Linked DNA regions of Mus musculus: region 1 is linked to region 2. The links are chromatin contacts, called in public HiChIP or PLAC-seq maps. All regions are on one chromosome and are shown on one strand. Each heading gives the region's core, a stretch centred on a gene start, on an enhancer-like site or on the middle of the called end of the contact. The rest is flanking DNA. Distances are from core to core; before and after follow the strand shown.

Evidence for each region. HiChIP or PLAC-seq counts read pairs in DNA pulled down with a chosen protein or histone mark.
Region 1: a contact with region 2 is called in an H3K27ac HiChIP or PLAC-seq map of embryonic stem cells, with 3 times the contacts expected there. The contact joins two enhancer-like sites. A contact is called at or near these places in 1 of 39 promoter capture datasets (cancer-associated fibroblasts), 5 of 15 datasets of contacts at CTCF or cohesin (CD8 T cells, the NIH/3T3 cell line, embryonic stem cells and 2 more), 80 of 484 Hi-C or Micro-C datasets (the AML12 cell line, B cells, the C10 cell line and 38 more), 14 of 115 datasets of contacts at active chromatin or transcription factors (the 230-238 cell line, bone marrow-derived dendritic cells, embryonic stem cells and 3 more) and 1 of 9 other capture datasets (liver).

The regions. Positions count from the first base shown.
Region 1 is chr8:86,898,149-86,904,857 of GRCm38.p6, forward strand. No RefSeq gene overlaps it. Among named protein-coding and RNA genes, the nearest start is that of N4bp1, 16 kb to the left of the region's middle. Within about 2 kb of position 4,658, at least 44 of the 459 cell types and tissues checked have an H3K27ac peak or open chromatin away from gene starts, as enhancers often do. A contact at or near this core is called in differentiating embryonic stem cells, embryonic stem cells and memory CD8 T cells, where this site is marked.
Region 2 is chr8:86,724,414-86,731,257 of GRCm38.p6, forward strand. It overlaps Siah1a (siah E3 ubiquitin protein ligase 1A), which reads right to left. Exons shown (of 2, transcript NM_009172.2): 2 at 1-1,443. The coding sequence starts at 1,441. The coding sequence ends at 593. Among named protein-coding and RNA genes, the nearest start is that of Gm10638, 18 kb to the right of the region's middle. Within about 2 kb of position 4,363, at least 80 of the 459 cell types and tissues checked have an H3K27ac peak or open chromatin away from gene starts, as enhancers often do. A contact at or near this core is called in differentiating embryonic stem cells, embryonic stem cells and memory CD8 T cells, where this site is marked.

The DNA.
Region 1 (6,709 bases), core at 3,408-5,907, 170 kb after region 2:
CCAACTACCTGCTTGGTCATTTGGACCCAGAGCTGGGGTTCCTACTGCAGCTCAGGTATGCCCTTTGTCCCTGCAGCTGAAGCTGTCTTTACTGCCAAGCCTGCTTCTCCTGCTGCCTGGATCCACAGCAACAGCTTCTTCCTTCTGGCTTGTTTGCATTGGCTGGCCTATCAATACACACTCTGTTTGCGTTTCTATCAGCTTACTTCTGAAACTGTTGAATTCTGCAGTCCACACTCTGCCATTGCCCCCAGGAGAACTTTGGGTGTGGGGGTGGGGGTGGGGAATCCTCAACTTTAGGGATCGTGTGTGTGTGTGTGTGTGTGTGTGTGTGTGTGTGTGTGTGTGTATAATTTTCATTCATTCTCCAAACCACATAAACACATAGAAAGACAAATAGATGTATTTGCTGTGTGCTGTGTGCAATGAAAGCTAATATTGGGAATTAAGCATTCACTTAGACGGATTACTAAAGTAGGTGGAAGTGTCTGCCATTTAAGCCACTGCTCCTTGTAAATTTACAGTTATTTAGTAAAGTCTGACTTTATGTGCTCACCTGTTTCTGGTCCCTTTTCTTGTTCAGGAAAGGGACCTTCCTGGTAGACAGGATGGACATCTGGAGAGGACTGTGAGGCAGAGGAGGCAAGATTTTGATGGCTCCACTGGGTCTGAAGAGAAGCTAGAGGTCTGTACCTGCAGCTGGGCCTGGGAGGAAGGAGAGCAAGGGGTATTGAGAGGTGGGCAGAGACCAGAGCTGCATGCCTGGATGCTGTCCGGGGGTGGACGCAGTCACTGATAAAGTTTTCTCCAAATCATAGGTCTGCAAGGGCCTGTGTCCTTGTAGACACTCTTCTTGTTTGGAAGGTGCTAGCCATGAGAAACCTTTCTTTGTTTCTTCCTTTGTTTCTTCCTTTGTTTCTTCCTTTGTTTCTTTCTTTGTTACTTTCTTTGTTTTTCTTTGGTTTACAGTCTGGCTCCCATCAATAGAACGAGACAGTCACCAACCCTGGCAGGAATAAAAAATGTAGCCATTTTAGTGAGAGAGTGTACTAGCCTAGCTGGAGTTCTAGCGCAACCTATTTTGCAAAAAGAGAAATTGCCTTGTTAAAATTGGTTTCATTTGCTCCTGTGTTCCTCTGTATGACACCAAGATGACCGATCTTCAACACTGATGACAAAATGACAGATAGCACTGTAGTTTACAACATTCGTGTTTTGCTCCCTTTTGTTTGTTTTGATTTAGTGGGTTTTTTTTGTTTGAGATAGGGTCTCACTGTATAGCTCTAGCTGGCTTGTGAACTTGCTATGTAGACCAGACTGACTTCAGACTCAGTAATCCACCTGCCTCTGACCCTTGAGTGGTGGAATTAAAGGTGTGCACCATCATGTCTGGTTTAAAGATTTGTTTTTGAAACAGAGTTTCTCTCTGTAATTCAAACTAGTCTGGTACTCACTACATAGCTCAGGCTAATATGAAACTCATGACAAGCCTCCTGCTTTAGCTTCTTAAACACTGGCATTACATGCTATCAAGTCCACTTGATAAATTTTACTTTGCAGAGGAAGGCATGTCTGAGATGAGGACAAAGAGATGCTGTCACATGGAGGAGGCTTCTGGAGTGATGCATTAGAACCGTAGTCAGGCCCAACACCTCGCTGGTCACAGATGGTTTTAGAACTCAATAGCCAAGCTGAAGGAAGCATTGTCTCAGTCGAAGTTCCCTCTTCCCACTGGCCTGAGTTAAGTTGTGCAAACAAACAAACAAACAAACAAAATCAATCTCTCTCGGGGGCGAGAAGACATTTGTGACTTTGGTGTAGGCTACTGAATTAGTCAGGGTTCCCTAGAGGAACTGATGTGATAGAATGAATCTCTCTATAGAAAAAAGGGACCTAGAATGGCTTAAGGCTGTGCTCCAGCTAATTCAAAGATGGCTGGCATCCAACAGAAAGTCTAAGAATCCAGTAGCTGTTCAGTCCGGGATCCTGATGTCTCCACTGGTCCTCAGCGTGCACTGGAATCCTGAAGAGGGCTCTAATGCCAGGGAAGGGCTGGACTTACAGGCAAGAACAAGCAGGCAATGATCAAAAGGTTTCTCTTCCCATGTCTTTTACATAGTCTGCCAGCAGAAGGGTTGGCCCAGATTTAAAATGGGCCTTCCCTCCTTAGATAATAAATAAAATCAAATAAAATCTGGATTTAGGATGGGTCTTCCCACTGCAATTGATTTAATTAAGAAAAATATCCCTCACCGGTGTGCCCAGCCACTTGGATTTTTAGTTAATTCCAGATGTGGTCAACCAAGAATAGCCATCCCAGTTACCTCACATGGCAGACTTCACATGCAGCCTGTGATCTAGGTACTGACACTGGCTGAACACATCTTCCTGGAAGGGGAGCAGAAAGAAAGCGATGTCTGTAATATAGGGCAGAAAACTCCATAGTCCCTTGGAAGATGTGAAGAGCTTTTCTGATGTGGGACTTTTGCTGGGTAGACAGTGCACATATGTCTTCTCGCCCCCGAGAGGGATCGATTTTGTTTGTTTGTTTGTTTGTTTGTTTACACAACTTAACTCAGGCCAGTGGGAAGAGGGAACTTCAACTGAGACAATGCTTCCTTCAGCTTGGCCTGTAGGCAAGTCTGTGGGTTGTTTTCTTGATTGGTGATTGACATGAGAGAGGCTGTTTTGTTTTATTTTGGAATGTAGGCCATGGCATCACTGAGCAGGTGGTCCTGGGGTGTCCGAGAAAGCAGGTCAAGCAACCACAAGGAGTGCTGTAGTAAACAGACCTCCATGGTCTCCACTTCAGTTCTTACCGTCCGTTTGCTTTCAGCTCCTGCCCTGACTTTTCTCAGTGATGGAGTAGGACCTGGGGTTTTAAGGGTTCTAAGGTGAGATAAGTAATTTCCTTCCCAATTTGCTTTTAGATTTATTTATTTATTTATTTATTTATTTATTTATTTAATGTATGAGTATTCTATTTGCATGTACACCTCATGCCAGAAGAGGCATCAGATCACACTATAGATGGTGTGAGCCACCATGTGGTTGCTGGGGATTGAACTCAGGACCTCTGAATAAGCAGACAGTGCTCTTAACCCCTAAGCCATCTCTTCAGCCTCCCAATTTACTTTTAGTCATAGCCTTTATCACAGTAATAGAAAGTAAACTAGAACAGAAGATGCATAAAATTTGTTCCCTGAGCACAGACATACAAGTTTTTTTTTTCCCCTAGATACCTCTGCATAAGAGGAGCTGCCTGGGGTAGGGGCTGGAGTATATGCTAGTACCCAGAATACTGTTGTACAGTTTCAACTTTATCTGAGTGAGCTCACATGGCCCCAACAACTTTTAGAAGGTGGGGTTGTACCCATCTTACAGACAAAGAAATAGAGGCTTATAGCAATGAAGTACCTCACTTGGAACCCTCACAACTAGGAAGTGACAGTAAGAACAGGCACGGCATATTGTGCTATTCAGGACTTCCCTGTGGACCTGAGGAGACAGAGGTTCCTTGGTTCCTTAGGACTGAGACCTGTGACCTGTAGGATAAGGGACTCTACAGTCCTTCTCTATCCCTGGGTCATAGGAGACAGGTAACAAACCCCAACTGTTGTTAAAAGAGACTAGGTGCTGAGGTAAAGCTCTGAAGCATCTCCCGGCAGCAGTACCGGGTCTGGGGCTGTGAGGAGCCTGCAGTAGGATTTGCTGCAGAATTTCATTGGACCCCTCTTTGTCTGAGAAACCAAGATGGGAGTGAAGTGTGCTTTCCCGAGGCCGAACCTTGATTGGCCAGGGCTCCTCAAGCACATAGGCTCCCGAGGTGGTTTAGTAAAGGGTCACTAGCACCTCCTTGTCCCTTCCCATTGTCTTGTTCCTGCTCCTGCCACAGGTCACCTCCACTACAGCAAGGGAAGAGGTGGGAGCCTGTGGAAGAGGCAATCAACCAGCTGGGGTGGGGTGGGGTGGTAAGGAACGCGGCTCCTCAAGTTGCTAGAATACTTGGCCTAAGACACCAGGGTCAGGCAGTCTCACAGGAAGCTGGGTCTCCGCCCTTCCCCTTGAGCTTCCTAGTAAAAATAACTGATGTTTCCTGAAGCGTTCACATGTGGCAGGAAGGCTGAGCTCGGAGCTGCCAGGTCACCACCAAGATTCCTTTTGTTTTGCAATGGATAGGATAGAAAGAATGTCTCTCTCTCTCTCTCTCTGCCTCACCTCCTCTTCCTCCTCATCACTTCTGCCTTCTTTTTATTTAGAATTCCTAAATTCCTCTTACGGAAGAGCTAAGCTCCTCTTTGCCCTACAGTGTGGAAACAACATCACTGATAATGTCAGGTAATTAATTCAATGGCAAACAGACTGAAACAAATTGTAACTCCAGTGCATTTAGTTTTTGTTCTTTTCTGTTTTGAGAAGAGTTATTATGGCAAGAAACAGTTTCCCTTGCAATTATACTCAACTTAAAAAAAAAAAAACAGAACAAAACAACAAGACTAAGAACACCTTAGGTGTTCAGGGTTCATGTGGCTATTTCCAGAGTCATGAAGAGGGATGGATATAAATGACTTAAATGTGGAAACAAGCATCGCGGCTGGTGATTCTCGACCTTGTGCGATATGAGCTCTTGGGCTAATTGTGCAACCTTTGAAAAAGCCACACTTAGTTTAAGGGTTGGTTCTGCACCCTGCACTGGTCAAACAAAACCTTTGCATAATAAAAGGCTTGGCTTTGCCTATCCCGTAGTTGGTTGGGTCTTTGGTTGGGTCAGACCAAGCCAGGCCCCTCGTTTCTGTTTCTTTTGGGGGTGGGGTCGGATGGGGGGTGTTTTGTTTGTTTGTTTTTTTGTTTTAGACAAGGTTTTCTTCTGTAGCCCAGGCTGGCCTGGAACTCGCTAGGTTGCTAGGGTTGGGGTTTTGAACCTACAGAAATCCTCAGAGTACAGGCACAAACTCCTGTTTATCCGATAGTTTCCTCAAGGAGGATATTTCAGTTCTCTTCCTCTTTTTCCCTCCTGCCAATGTGGTGCTCAGACTTGGAGCTAGAGGATAAAGAGAACATCTCAGAGGTTTTTGCACCTCATAACTTGTCAGTTACTGACTAGCAACTGAAGGAAACGCTTCTGCTTTGAATCGCCTACGCCCTTGGCGCCACCTGCTGGTCGCATCGCGCCAATGCAGCTCTGATCCGTGGAGAATCTAAGCCTACCTTCTGAGCCAAACCTGAGAAAATCTGGTGAGTTGTTGCACACCAGCATCTCCTTCTTTACCCCCAGCATCTCCACACCCAAGCTAGTGCCCTCTGCTCCCCTCGGTATGAGGAGAGCTGCTAGCCTAGGTAGGGGACTAGAGAGATGGCTCGGTAACTAAGGAACTGCAGAGGAACTGAGTTTGAGTCCCAGCACCCAGGGATCCATGGGATTCGACACCTTTGGTCTACATAGACATCCCCTCCCCCCTCCTTCCACCACAGATCTAATCTGGAGGTTTGCTCCCTCAAGCAAAGAGGTCATCAGAGTCACTTCTGAACAGCGATTTCCCCTTGACCCAGGGGCCACTTTTGAAGAACTTCCCTGTGTGTTTGTGACTGCGGACTTGGTGGACCTGTGAGCAGGACATCTGTGGCCCAGCTAGCCATAGGCCTCACTGAATAGACTCTAGCTTACAGTGGGCCCTGGGCTGCATTTTTAACCGGCACCCATTGGACCTGGGCCTCTTTGGCCTGAAGAATCACCTTGCTTAGCAGCATCCTTCCGCAGCTCCGCTTCCAAGCTCCACCGGAAGCCGCTGCGCGCTGAACTGAGCTTTCTCTGGTCTAGGGTCTGCCTTTCCTTTACAAGGATATTCCTTCAGTGCTCATCGCAGGTCCTTAAGGGGCCTGTGTGTGCGTGTGTGCGTGTGTGTGTGTGTGTGTGTAAGCTTAGGGATGTCACTTGACTTTCCTAAAGACAGGGGAATAGTGTTTGATCCAACCAAGTCAGTCGGATTTCAAAACTGCTCCTTCTTATCCACCTTTCCCCCTCTCCTCTTCTCATCCTGTCCCTCCTCGTATTTCCCTTCTTGCCCGGCTCCTTTCTTGTCCCCTTTCCTCTGTTCTCCCCCTCCCCAGTCCTCCTCAGTACCCTCCATCCTTCCCCCTCCTCCCCTTGTCCTCCCCTCCACACTTTGGTATGCTTTACACGGGTCCAGGTTCTCCTAGCATCCCTCGGGCCCCTTCCTGGCAAACCCTGCCCCCAACCCTGAACTTTCCAGCCCAGGGGCAGGGGCTGGGCTCCCCCTCCCCAAGCTCTTTCCTATATAAAACAGACATCTTGGTCTCCTTCTCCTCTCGCCTCTCTTCCTGCTCTTCCCCTTCACCTTCTCGGAGTGCACGATTTCTCTCTTTCTCTTCCCCCCTCCCATCTGTGTTCCAAGGAATAGGAGAAACTGGAGTTCAGGTGGTTGTAGCCACCAGGTATGTGCTGGGAACCCAGCCCAGGCCATTTGTAAGAGTAGCTAGTGTCCTTAACCACGGAGCCATCCCTCCAGGTCCCCCCTTTTACTTGCACAGATAGTTGTCTTTAAAAAAATTTTTTTATTGATTTTGAGACACCATGTAGACAAGACTGGCCTCGGGCCTTTTCACAATCTTAAAGCACACAGAATTTCTTGGGGCAGCTAAGATGGAATATAGGTTCTAGTAAGTAATGACTCAGGAGTATCAGAGGGGA
Region 2 (6,844 bases), core at 3,113-5,612:
AAAAAGACACTAACTTAAAAGGTACAAAAGTGAGAAAAACCTGAATTACAGAAAAGAAAGTCAAATTTATTTAATGAAAAACTAGAATAAAAATTAGCAAATACACACATCAAAAAACAAAAACAAAACAGAAAAACAAAAACAAACCCACAGCAGCACTATGTGTTGACTCACAAGGGGAAAACAGTGGTCTATGACCACGCAGATGGCTTGTCAGTTAAAAGAAAACCAACCACACACGTGCACGCATGCGTGCACAGACACACACCCCCAAAAAATTGTCAACAATACAATCAATCTACAACAAACACAAAGTTCAGAAATATTTTACAATGTTTCCTTTCTTAATACAAAAGATGCCCATCTTGGGTATATATATTTTTTTCAGTGGTTTACTGTTGAATTATTTTTAAATATATTAGTGTTACTACATGCAACTGTTTCCTGTATTAACAGCTTTTCTTTTTATTTACCTTCATGTCTAGCTTCTACCTACCAGGAAAGTTTTAGGTTGGCAAGCAGATGGGTGCCTTATTCTCTGTGAAGTCAAATGCAAATTTTAAACACTGGCCAGAAATATTTGATTGCCGTTTCAACACATGGAAATAGTTACATTGATGCCTAAATTGCCATTTTCTGCAAAAAGCTGTGCAATGCTGGTGTCAAACACTAGGCAGTCACTATTCATAATGGCTGTTGCAATTCCCTCATGAATAGACCGAGGAGTCGCTTCCCAAGTCAATCGCCGCCTATGACCATTTAGCTCAAGTCGATATGCAAAATTTTCAGCTTGCTTGCGTGTTCCTATCAGTTGTACAATTGCAAAGAACTGCTGATGACCATCATATTTTTCTTGTTTCTCCAAGACTAACATGAAATGAAAGCCAAAACAAGACTGCATCATCACCCAGTCAACAGCACCAGGAAGGTTAATGTCTGTAGCAAGGAAAACTATATCTTCTCCTTGCAGGGTGGTAATGGACTTGTGCTGATGCATCAGGTGGGGCATGACGGCATCCAAGGAGCCTTGCCACTTACAGGAAGCACCAGGGCAGGGGCAGGAGTAAGGCCTGAACTCACAGAGCTCCTCGTGCTCTGCCTTTTCGGTGTGTGGCAGAGTTATTTCACATCCAGAAGAGGCATATTTACAAGGGAAGAGTACTGAGTTGGCCACTTTCTCCATAGCCAAGTTGCGAATGGATCCCAATGGGCCCCGGCAAGTGGGACAACATGTAAGTTTGGGGCGACAGTTGCTACAAACAAGATGGCCACTCTGACACTGAAGAATAGGTGGCAACACATAGTCAAAGCAGACAGGACACTCAAAAAGACTCGCCAAGTCATTGTTGGATGCAGTTGTGCCGGTCAAGGCAGGTACCCTCTGGGATGGTGGACACTTTGAGGTGCCAGTGGGTAATGCTGTAGCAGTCTGGCGGCTCATCTCTGTAAAGAAAAACAAGAAAATAAAGGAAGCAGGAGAAAAAGTTACAAATATAACACATTTATAAATATGTATATATACATGTCGTAGATACTTGTAAAACATATCACAAGATGTATCATAAACAAAAGAATAAAGTTAAATATAGGAATTTTTTTGTTTTAAAACCACATACAAATAAAAATTGCAAACTAAAGGTTAATTTTTTTTGGAGTTATATAATGAGTAAACCATATTCCCAAAATGTTCTATAGCATGTTTAAAATACCTTTCTGTTCTTAAAAGCACTGGAAATGGGTGGACTACACAGAATGGAATATGAACCACACCGGGCATTGTGGCCACGCCTTTAACCCCTGCACTCCAGACACACAAATAGGTGGAATCGGGAAGTTTGAGGTCAGCCTGGTCTGAATACAGTTTCAGACCAGGCAGGACTACATAGTAAGACCCAGTTTCAAAAAAAGATCCTAAACAATAAAGAACTACAAAACAGTATTAAGAACTTAAATACAGCTGGGCAGGGTCACATGCACCTTTAACTCCCAACATTTGGGAGGCAGAAGCAAATGGATTTCTGAGTTTGAGGCTGGACTGACAGGACTAATCCCCCCAAAAAAAAAAAAAAAGAAAGAAAAAAAAAGAAAGAAAGAAAGAAAAGAATATAAATACAGGGCTGGAGGCTGGAGAGATGGCCTAGCGTTAAAAACACTGGTTGTTCTTCCAAGGACCAGGGTTCAAATCCTAGCACCCAAATGGCATGTCATTAGAGGAATCCAGGTCACTCAAACATATGAAGAGCAGATATACATTCAGGCAAAGCACCCATACACATAAAATGAAAACAAATATTTTTTAAAAGAAGAAAACCTTAAATACAATATAAAATGTATTTGGTCTCCACCTCCATCTATTTCTTCTCAAGTCTGAGTTTAATCATAGCTTCAGGACCCATTGCTTTAGTCCTATGTAGTTGATACGCCAAAGACCATCAGAGCCAGCTCAATTCCTCCCAGCAGTGAATAACATTGTTAGTAGAAGTGTGGTGTGGGAATGGGCTCAGACATGATCACAGGGAAAGGAATTGCTGCCATCCTGTTATCTACCTGCAGCTATCTACCTAGTCCTTTTTTTCAAGTCAGCTAGGTATCATTTTTGTCTCCCATCAGTCAGTGCCCATCTCAAGGTTGAAGGAATAAGAAGTGGAGAACCCCACAGAACACCAAACGCTGGGAGGGATGAGCAGAGAGCTCCCTGAGCCCGTGGGTTCCCTCATGTGGCTGCAGCTTTCACTCTTAAGTACCCACAGGACTTCTGAGTCATCTGGACAAAGGACCAGATCGTGAGGGCCAAGCACAATATGCTCCTTTCCCCGGACTCTGCCTCTGTGGGATACAGCAGGTTATAATGTGTCTCAGAAATTGACAAAAGATCAATCGGTGTCCTAACAGTGCACCCCCTGAGACGACACTAAATATAGCATTTCTTGCCAGTTATAATCATTCTGCTGCAAAGGTTTTAACATTTCAAAAGCAGTGGTTACAAATGTAGCCAAGTCAAGATAATTGGAGTTCTAGGCTGCAGCAGACAGTAGACACTGTCAATAAGGGAACCAGGAGCAGCACTGGAAGTTTACATTTCTTCTTTTGTTACTAAAGCAATACTTTCAAGTTCAAAGGGCAAAAAGTACTAACAAATATTTAGCTTGCCTGCGGCCTTGGGTTTCCTCTCCAACACAGTGTAAAAAAACCTCCATCACAAGGCTCATGCCCATGGTATATAAGAATAGAAGATTAATTAGCTCTCACCATCTGAAGCCCTGTGATCCAGGCATCACGATAAAAAGAGCACTCTGTAATCTAGTTACCACCTGAGCAAATTCTTTATGCAGATGACTTATCCATTTTAGGTGACTTGTGAGACAATGGGTTTGGCATTACCAAAGTGGTCGGCTTCCCACCTCCTCCACCGTGTTAAGTGTAGCTCACTCACTTAAAGGAACACAGTAATTTGAAAAGTTATTTCTTCAAAAACAGCTCTGGTTACATCAAAGACCTCAATGTATATTTAAATAGAATATAGCCAAGATCATAAGAAAAACACTAGACCAGTGCCTAGATCTAGCAAAATATCTCTAGCAGTTATCAGCACAAGTTCAGGTTCATGTTATAACATTTTTATTACCTTCCAAACACTGTAGAAAGCACACTAATTTCTACTGAGCATGAGCAACAAAATGTGGTCAGAGGCACAGAAAACTCCTATACCATTACCAAGAATGCAGCTCCATCTTGAGCCACAAGCCTCAACCTCGAAGCAGGACTACAGTAGAAACCAAGGACAAGTCTGCCAAAGTCGTGACACCCCTGAAGCTTGCTTTAAATCGGGGTTGCTGTAGCTCCACTGAACCCTCACTGCCGACCTCACAGAGCCAGACAAAGCGGTGCAGCCTAAACCGGAATCCACAGGTTCACACGGTCTGGTTTCTCTCTTAGAAACAGTTGTTTTTATGTTGGTACCTTTCCTCTTCCTGGTCCTGGTCCCAACCGTTGGCAAGCATGTGAGCAGGACTCCCTTCCAGGAATGCAGAAAGTGTGCAGGCTTCCAGGTCATGAGAATGGAGGCTTCAGGTTCCTGCAACCCCCAAGGCCAGCCTGCAGAAGCCCCTCCTGGGCCCCGGGCTCCTAAGCACAGAAGGCTGCTCGCTTCCATTCAGTCTTAAAAGTAGTTCAGCAGTGGCTTGTCCCCAGGAGACACAACACTTGCCATGAACTTTCTAAGCTGCGTGATCTTAAACCAGTGATCTCCACTAACTTAGCCACTTAGCCCAGAAGCGGCCCGGCGGCTCTGGCGTCCTGCTGCTTAGTCTTCAACACCTGGCAGGCGCTAGGGCAAGTCGAGAGAGAGAGGGCGGACTTCGCCTTAAGCCCCACCCTACAGCCCACCTGAGCTGCTCTGCCTGGCGCCACCAGCAACTTGAAGCCTGTACACTTGGCAGCAGTTGAGTCTAGTAGAATATGTTTCCAGAGGTCACGATCTCAGTGCTTTCTTAAGGCTTCAGGGTAGGAAACATACATACAGGGATGAAGGGAAGTACACAGCCAGGCAAAGTCTTTGTCCTGAGAATTCTCGTTTGCATGAAGTGAAAAACACTCTCCCCCAAACTCAATACTTCCAGGCCTCAACTACCATTTTCCTCAATTCTAACTCCGCTGCTTGTGGGCCAACCTACTTCAAACGCCCCCTTCCAATGCAGAGAATTGTAAGCACACTCAGAACAGGGAAAACTTTACTTCTCCCTCCAAACTGAGCCGGTACCCTCATCCCACTCTGGGAAAGCTTTCCTAACTGGCCTCATTTTAAACTAGAGTAGCTTGCCTTGATTTTAAACAAACCTTATTACCTGTATTAGTCAGGGTTCTCTAGAGTCACAGAACTTATGGATAGTCTCTATATAGTAAAAGAATTTATTGATGACTTACAGTCGGCAGCCCAATTCCCAACAATGGTTCAGTCGTAGCTGTGAATGGAAGTCCATGGATCTAGCAGTTACTCAGTCTCACACAGCAAGCAGGCGAAGGAGCAAGAGCGAGACTCCCTTCTTCCAATGTCCTTATGTTGTCTCCAGCAGAAGGTGTAGCCCAGATTAAAGGTGTGTTCCTTAAACTTGGAGATTTAATCTTCTGGAATCCATAGCCACTATGGCTCAAGATCTCTATACCAAGATCCAGATCAGAAACTTCTATCTCCAAGCCTCCAGATAAGGGTCACTGGTGAGCCTTCCAATTCTGGATTGTAGTTCATTCCAAATATAGTCAAGTTGACAACCAGGAATAGCCACTACAGTACCCTTGCCCCATAAAGTCCTGTGCACCTCAAACTTGGACGGTGTCAGGGCAGCTTCAAAGGGTTAAGCTGGTATTACATGATGCTTAGGACAACCTTCAACACAACCAAAACCTGGCAGGCAGTGAGGGCTCCAATAAAATGGCTTTTACCCACTTTCAGCAACTTCAACCCCATCCACTTGCCCACCTTTATCGTGTTCAATAATTTTCCTCTTACTTTAATACTAGATTACACTGAACATCTTTAAGAACAGAAATACAACCTGGACTTTCTAAATTGTACATCTCAAGCCCACTTTGGCAAAAAACTAAACAGAAAAAAAATAGTATTAACACCTTTTAATTTTGTCTTAATATTTTCAGAGTATAAAGCCACTGCTAGGTTTTTTGTTTGGGGGTGTTTTGTCTGTCGAGGCAGGGATCGCTCATTGATCCCCGACTGCCACTGAACTCTGAGAGCCTGAAGATGACCCTAAACTTCTGATCTTCCAGTGTTCACCATCTCCCAATAAATAGTGAGATTGCTCACCACACCTAGTTTTATGTGGTGCCATGCCTTTTGAAAAACTAAGCAAGCACTAGATTTATACCAAGTGAGCTATCTCTCCAGCTCATATACATTTGTTGATGTGTATGTCTGCCTGACCTAAAATCCTCTAGCCCAGAGGCTTGGCTGCCCTTCTCCTAGTTCCCCTTCCCTATTTAATCCAGCTGTTTTGATTACCAGGTCCGTTTATTTGTTTTATTTACCCTTTACTCTTCCAGCCCTCCCCTCTCCCCTCTCCCCTCTGGCCTGGCTCAGGGCCATGTTCTCTCAGGACTCTCCCAGGTGTCCCTGCCTCTAACTATGCTCTATCTCAGGTCTACAACAAACCTCCTCTGCCACACCTTTGAGCAGTCATGTCCTTCCTTTTTTATTTTTTCCATTCATCTGGCGATGAAATCATGGGATTGGCATGTATGAGCTTTCTTCCTAAAGACTCGTCCTCTTTGAACCAAGCTGCTATGAGTCTCCTAAGACATGTCTGGATCGTTTGTTTCTGCTGGCTTCTGCCATCTGTCAGATCTGATCCCAAATTCAACAGCTACTTCTTCCTACACACGTTCTAAGCATTCCTCTCTGTCTGTCTCTACAGCTCCAAGGGTCTTCTACACCCTCCCAAGGCACCACCTGGGCACTCAACCTCACTCTCAGCTCTGACCTGCCACACTCATGTCCAGGCCTCGCTACCAGGACATTTACTGTCTCCCTTTTCCCCTGCTCTGTCATCTCTCTCTACTGGATAAGTGTTACCCCAAGCTTCCAGCTTTGTCTACTATTACTACAAATGCCACTTTTGTGCCAGGAGCTCCTCTGGCCCTACATGGGCCCCAGTCATGTGGGAAGGGACACCTTTCCTCTGTGATTTGGAAATTTTTTCTCTCTGCCAAGTTTGCCATTCAGTTTGGGTTCACCCTGGATAGAAATTCTTGTCACAAAGACACTTCATCCACCTCAGCTCAGTTAGCTTTCTCTTGCCTCCCCCTAGGGACTGTAGACCTACTAAGATATTTC